Regions from separate parts of the Mus musculus genome. Here region 2 is linked to region 1. A link is a contact called in public promoter capture Hi-C data. All regions are on one chromosome and are shown on one strand. The core of a region is the stretch at or near the end of the contact, and the rest is flanking DNA. Distances in the headings are between cores, read along the strand shown. Region 1 holds the start of Akr1b7 (aldo-keto reductase family 1, member B7). Region 2 overlaps Cald1 (caldesmon 1).

What was found. Promoter capture Hi-C pulls out the DNA fragments that hold promoters and counts their contacts.
Region 2: a promoter capture Hi-C map of liver shows a contact between it and region 1, with 2.0 times the contacts expected there. The contact joins the enhancer-like site here to the promoter of Akr1b7 in region 1. A contact is called at or near these places in 3 of 39 promoter capture datasets (cranial neural crest, embryonic stem cells and liver), 1 of 484 Hi-C or Micro-C datasets (liver) and 1 of 115 datasets of contacts at active chromatin or transcription factors (embryonic stem cells).

Annotation. Positions count from the first base shown.
Region 1 is chr6:34,410,404-34,413,937 of GRCm38.p6, forward strand. Akr1b7 (aldo-keto reductase family 1, member B7) reads left to right here and starts at 1,959. Exons shown (of 10, transcript NM_009731.2): 1 at 1,959-2,072. The coding sequence starts at 2,007.
Region 2 is chr6:34,713,255-34,716,842 of GRCm38.p6, forward strand. All of the region lies in intron 3 of Cald1 (caldesmon 1), which reads left to right. It overlaps Gm38787 (a long non-coding RNA gene), which reads right to left. Exons shown (of 3, transcript XR_868972.2): 2 at 1-3,588. Among named protein-coding and RNA genes, the nearest start is that of Gm38787, 18 kb to the right of the region's middle. Within about 2 kb of position 1,552, at least 59 of the 459 cell types and tissues checked have an H3K27ac peak or open chromatin away from gene starts, as enhancers often do. A contact at or near this core is called in liver, where this site is marked.

The DNA of each region.
Region 1 (3,534 bases), core at 709-3,208:
TACCTACAATCTCGATGTTCTAGTCAGCCATGGCAAAGTAGTCTGCAGGATCTTTAGTACTGATAAAGCTTCAACCTAGTTCACTTCCTGACCCTGTCTCCTTCTGTATTTCATTTTACTCCCATTTATTTCTGGATTGAAATATATGCATTTAGGATCTTCTCTTTCCATGTGTCAGTGGGATTTCAGAGAGGGGAACATGTAGAGACGTCACAGTGTGAGATGGAGCTTGGCTATGATTTCTACCTGATCTTTAGCTTTCTTGCCTAGTTATCTGGTCTTTGATGGGGTGAGCCCTGTGTGTAGGCTTCAGAGATGTCCATATGACTATCCAGTCTCTAGCCACAGAGCCTACTCCCTGAGTCCAATTTACCTGACTGTGACAAGTGTATGCCAGTACATGACATTGTTTTACAATTCTAACTACGTGGTGGCTAGCTGGTGCTCTTCTTTCAGCTAGATTCTACAGCACATGTAGACTATCCCATGTGCGAAGACTCAAGAAATACAGAGGGAACCCTCTGCACATACTGGGGCAGTAATTGTCAGTGTCCTGGGATATGGAACTTCTATGAAATACCTACAATGGTACACTTAGGGATATTACTCATTCCTATTATAAACCAATCGAAAACAAACTAAATATTTAAGAATAGTGGAAATGACCAAATAAATGTTGACAAAATAAAATCTTTTGCAACCATTAAAATGTATGTGGTAAAAGTAATTTTAAAATGGTGTTTTAGGGCTGGAAAGAAGGCTTAGCGGTTAAAAGAACATGCTGCTCTAACCGAGGACCCATGTTCAATTCCCACACCCAGTGGCTCACAACCACCTATAGCCTCCAGGGGATCTGATGTCCTGGGATGGCCTCCACAGGGCTGCACACGCGTGCATGGGCACATGCAAAAGTAAGAAACAAAACCAAAACATGAAGTCAAAGTGACTTGTTGTAGATGTTTAGAAAGTTTGTTTTATGAAGTTAGCTTCCAAAAATATATGTATAGTATGTAAGAACTAAGACATATATACTCAGAGACATTATTAATAAAACACATATGCAAAGACAGAAGAAAACAGCACTGCGAATGGCAGTTTAGGTGATGGGGATATTCTGCTTCAGGTTCTCACCCTTATAAACCATCCTTGCGTTTCACAGTTGAGTACATGACATTTCATAGTCACAAAAGATTGTTTTCAAATCAGGCACAGTTTTTTTTTTTTTTTAATGTCGTTATAAAACACAATTGGTCAAATCCCTAAATCTGAAAGAAAAGAAAAGGAAGAAGAAGAAGAAAAGTAGGCAACGAGGAAGAAAGGAAAAACAAAGGAAGGAGAAAGAGAATTTCATTAGGAAAGAACCTGTCCCAGTGGCTAGCAGGTCATTTTCATCCTCAGGGAATCTTCTTGCCTTGCAATCTGACAGAAAACGCACAGATACAGGCATTTCTAGAAAGGTGTCCATGACCTACATTTAAAAAAAAAAAAAATCTTTCCACAAGGTCACCTGCCAGTTTCCTCTGTAACAGACATCCCTTAGTTTTGTGGCCAAGGACAGTTATTTCAAAGTAGTTACTGTAAAAGATGTCTCATTTTTCCTCGACATTTTTATTTGCCTCAAACTGCATGAGCACCCACGCAGTTCACTAGCGTTATATCCACTCCCAGGGCAATGACCCTTCCCAAATAAACTTACCAGTTCATCTTGGATGACCTTTCAACCATGTCACTTAGGTTCACAAACCTCTGATCCGCATACCCAATAAAGCATGCATTCTGCCCAGATAGCCTTTGCACTGTGCTGACTTTAATCTTTGTTTACGATGATCAGTGTGGCACAAGATTGACATGAAGTTCCTGTTCTCATGCCCCAACCCTTGGCTGTGGCTGCTTGCCAATGTGGTAAGAGCCCGCCTCCTTTATCCAGGACATAAAAATGTCACCAGCCTCCTTGTAGAGAAAGCAGGCATTTCATCTGCTCACTCAGAGAACTCTCTGCAGCAACCATGGCCACCTTCGTGGAACTCAGTACCAAAGCCAAGATGCCCCTTGTGGGCCTGGGCACCTGGAAGGTGAGTGTGCAGTCTTGGGACACCTGCTGCCTTTGAGGGGAGGTCTGGACATTTTCTTTTCTGTGCAGAGCATCTATCTGCCTTGGGTTTGATAAGGCCAGCATTATCACCTGTTGTCAGCTGCTTTGGGTTGCAGATGAGCCTTTCCCAGAAATGACAATAGCTTCCTTGGCGAATATCAGGTTTAAATTTGTACAATTTTTCAGGGAGAAAACTGTTTTCAGGGAAGTTTTCTCTTAGAAAGCCTTTCCTTGGGACTCTGAGGGTCTCTGTTGGTTTGTTACTGGCTGAGTGACTGAGAGAGAGTATAGAGTTCTTAATGACCCCACTCTTATGATGCAAGACTATGCCAACATCTGAGTGGCCTGGGAGCTTGTGGGAAAGGCAGAGGACAACTGGACTGGCCCAGGCAGTTTACAAAATCTCCATGTGATTCCCCCACACCTTAAGACCCATGCAGCATGAGAGCCACAGAATTGGAGTCAGCTCAAAGTCTGCCCTGGCTGTGTTAATCTCTACTGGCAAGTTGCTCTGTGGCCCATCCCAGTACCCAGTGAAACAGATTTCTCACGAAATCTTGGGACAAGTCTGACATTGGTCCATCTTCTTCTAACTCTGCCTTCTTTGCTGTTTCTATTACTGACAACATGAGAGTAGCCAGCTTGTTAACCAGGAGCTGTTTTTAGTTTTGATTTTGATTTCTTGAGACAGGGTTTCTCTCTCTCTAACCTAAAATGACCTTGATCAAATTTGGAGTAATCCTCCTGCCTCAGCTTCTTGAATACTGGGATTATAGGTGTGAGCCTTCATCCTTGGCTCAGGAGTAGTTTGGGAACCCATCTGTCTTAGTTAGGGTTTTACTGCTGTGAATAGACACCACGACCAAGGCAAGTCTTATAAAAAACAACATTTAATTGGGGCTGGCTTACAGGTTCAGAGGTTTAGTCCATTATCATCAAGGTGGGAGCATGGCAGTATCCAGGCAGGCATGGCACAGGCAGAGCTGAGAGTTCTATGTTTTCATCCAAAGGCTGCTAGTGGAAGACTGACTTCCTGGCAACTGGGGTGAGAGTCTTAAGTCCACACCCACAGTGACACACCTACTCCAACCAGGCCACACCTCCAGACGGTGCCACTCCCTGCTCCAAGAATATACAAACCATCACACCATCTGTCCTGTGTCCAAGACTCATTTCCAGTCTTCCTCTGTTTCTCTTTTCTTTACACAGAGGGTAGGTTCTCTCTTTGTTTCTACATTAGATTGGGGTCTTACTAGAATGGTGAGACTTGCAACCAGAGTAGAAATTTCACATTCCCTCAAGGTGACAAATAATTACAAATCTCCAGGATACTCACCCTGGACAAATTTAGAAGAAATGCACTTTCAGAGTTCCAAAAGCATTTGTAAATATTTGTAAGAAGTTGTTTTCGAGGTAAGGACTCTGTGCTCACCAGTGGACAA
Region 2 (3,588 bases), core at 302-2,801, 300 kb after region 1:
AATACTGGTGCAGGCATGGAGGTCAGAGGACAAACTTCATGAGTCATTTCTCTCCTTTTCCCTTGCTGAGGCGTGTCTCTCTGAGTTCCACTGCCTAGTGCACTCCAGGCTAGCTGGCCTGTGAACTTCCGGCCTGTTCAGTCTCTGTCTCTCATCTTGCCATAAGGGCACTAGTCTTGCAGATATGAGTCACTGCATCTAGCCTTCTGTGGGTTCCAGGGACCAAACCCGGGCTTGTGTGATAGGCACTTTTGCTGGCTTCACCGTCTCTCCAGCCCCAAAGATGGGTTTTAAGGGATTGAGCTTTCTAGGCCTCTTCTCTGGGGAGGAGTAAAATGACAGTATTCATGAAACATAGGGAAGAAAGGTATAGAATGGATAATTTTGCTTTGCAAGGATTGATCACTCAGTCAAGGCTGTTGCTGAAATGTGATTGTAGGGTTCCTGCAAGCCACCATGGAAATAGTCTTGATTCTCTGAGTCTGTCTCCCCTGTGAATGGCCGGTTCGCCATCCAGGCACCTGGTCACCACAGTGGACGCCGTTTTTTGTGACTCTTCCTCTTCCCTCTCCCCTGCCTTGGTTGGGGGATAAGGCCTCACGTTATGCTGTGTATCCAATCTTTCTTCACCCATCAAAAGTGGCTCTGTAGAGGTTGGTCCAACAAGGCAGGTACAGGCGCAGAGAGCTCAGCTCCCCGACTTGTCCCTGGCATCCCTGGCATTCCTAACTGGGTGGTGAGGATGCATTTCCCACAGGCGCACAGCTGCACGCCTCTGCTCTACTTTCCCACGTACCTTGGGGCTGAAAAGGTGGCTGTGGACTCTCTGGCCTGAAGTCCCAGCTACCATGTGGAATGGTGCTGAAGCTCCAAAACCCAATTTACAAATGAAAGTTTTGGAAAGGCTTTTCTATAAATGTAGCACTGGCTGGATTTGTTTCCAGCCCTAATTGAATTTTTAAGAGGAGTCTTTTAGAATCTGTAAACCTCCCTCACTTCCATCTATTCATTCAACAAATATTCTGAGTTTCCTGTACTAGTTAGTATGTTGTATCGGGCACTAAGAACATTGAAAAGAACAAAGCCCAGGCTCTGTCCCCAAGCTTATGTCATTCTGTAACCTCCCAAACGCTTCATAAGTAAGCTTTGCCATCACCCTTTATCTACTGCCCAAATGTGTGTGTGTGTGTGTGTGTGTGTGTGTGTGTGTGTGTGTGTGTGTGAGCGCATTCGTATGCCTCAGAGAGCCTCAATTCTGAACTAACTCCTGTAAATGACACCATGATCTCAAAAAGTCACTTCAGCCTGCTTCGACATGGCGAGGCCATGATACAGGAGATGCTAATGTCTGCTGTGTGGAAAGGTGAACAGAGACACCCACCATCCATCAAAGTATACAGAAAAACATTAAGGACAAAAACCTAGTGAAGCTGTTATTAAACAACCTTGCTTTCCCAATGAAAACTTAGTATCAGAGGAACACTTAGGGAGACCATGTGTTCTCCATAGAGCCAGGCAAGAGTCCGTATGATGCAACCTCGTAAGTGAAGTTTTCAGAGTGGTATTTGGTTGTGATGTTGTAACCAGCTTTGTAGTTAAGAAACCCAATTAGGTCATCTTCCTCCCCCTCCCCCCTTAAATATTTTTGCTGGTTGTAGAAATCAAAAAAGCAACTAGGTGGTCGTTGGGTTGTTAAGTTCTGAGCAGATTTGTGAAGGGCACACTTTGCCTGATGCTACGTTTTACACCACAAGTTTGATCAACATCAATTTCCTCTGTGTTTAAGGCCACGTTTTATTAAAGGCAACTTACGTTAAACAAAATTGTTTGGTAAGGGCAGTTTAAAACAATAAACTTGTAGATAAAATAGGCTATGTTTTTCTCATCGGTCTTTCACATTTCCTTCCTAATTTATTATCAACCTCATCACATACAGATGCTGATTAAAATGAATGTGTCCTTCAACCTGTGCTGGGTTCCTGTTTAGACTCTAAGTAACTCTGGACATCTCCTCCTTCCAAGCCACGTCTGCCGGCTTTATTTAATTCTCTCTGTGTTTTCCCTTCCCATGGCTGCTTACTGATTGTGTACTTCAGTGTTTTCTTTGACAAAAATGCCCGAGCTGATGAACTTCTTTTGTTTGGGTCCATTGATGCAGAGGTGTTGGTCTCTGATCATTTGGCCTTATGACTTTGGGCCTTTTTTGTGGTGTAGCATCATGGCACAAGTGTGTGGTGGAAGACACGGTCTACAGACTTGGTTTCTGGGAAACAAAAAGACACAAAAAGGCCAGTTCATAGACATTCTCCTGCTAACTTCTTCTAAGTGGGACCCACTTATTAACAGTAGTGCCCCCTCCACACTACAGTATAGCAAGCCTGGGGACCAAGTCTGTAACCCGGGGCTGGTGAGTAGACTGCTTCACTCTCCTTTTCTAGAGTTTCATCCTCCACATGGTTTTGTCCTTCATTTTGAAAGTCTCAGACGAAGGTTAAGATAACAGCCAAGTACGAATGGTCTCCCCATCCTTCAGAGAAGACCATGCACTGGCCGCTTTAGCATGTTAGGAAGGGAAACACTGTATGCATACAGCAGTGGATTCTACCGAAGGCAGCAAGCAAATCACACCCCTGTGGGGTTTCCAGGGGAAGAGAATGAAGTGACCACTATTAATCACTGAGTGAATGATGGTTTAAAGTGTCTCCACACAAGCCCATGTGTTGTACACTTGGTCCCCAGCTGATGGTTGCTGTTTTGTAGGATTACGGAAGCTTGAGGAGGTGGCGTCTAACAGGTCACCAGGCAGGGGGCTGGGGTTGGGGTCCAGGTTTTAGAGGATAGATCCTTGTCCTGGTAGTTTCCAGTTGCTCTCTGCTTCCTGTCCACCACAAGGTGATGTGTAGAACGGCCTTTTCTAGCTCTCACCGCCATGATGTTTTGATGGAACACACGTAGCCAAGCAACCGTGTGCAGAAGACAGTGTGAGTCAGAAGTTACACTTCTTCCCTGAAGGCTACAGCCATAAGAAAAATACCAGCAGCGGATAGGTTGCTAAGTTCACTGTGCTCTGCCTTCTCCACCTGTGGAAAGGCTAGCGGAAGCTAAGGGAACTAGTCCCCACAGCAACGAATCCCGGTGGAAGCTTCAATCAGTATACCACACCCCTGCTTTTGATTCTGAGCATCCCATTTTTCAGAAACCCCAGAGCCCCCGAGGCTGGGGCAAATGCGGTGGAATTGAGTCTGTGATTGACCTGCATTCATTATCATATCCCACTTTTCAGAAAGTCAAGAGTTCTTTGTCTCTGGTTGTACTTGCTTTGTTTAGTTCCCACTAGGAAGCAGGTCCCACACAACTGTCTTCAGGACAAGTCCAGTCTTCAAGGACATTTGCTAAACACTGAGGCAAAAAAAAAAAAAAAAATAGACTTCCTCATTTTTCTTATTTGTCCTAAATGAGGAACACCAGGAAGGAAAGAATGTGGTAGGATGTAAGATGTGTTTGTCAACCAGGGCCGCCAGTTCTTAAGTACTCTTGACAGATGAGCAACATGTATGTTAAGAATCCCGAGACTTGACCATCCTGAAA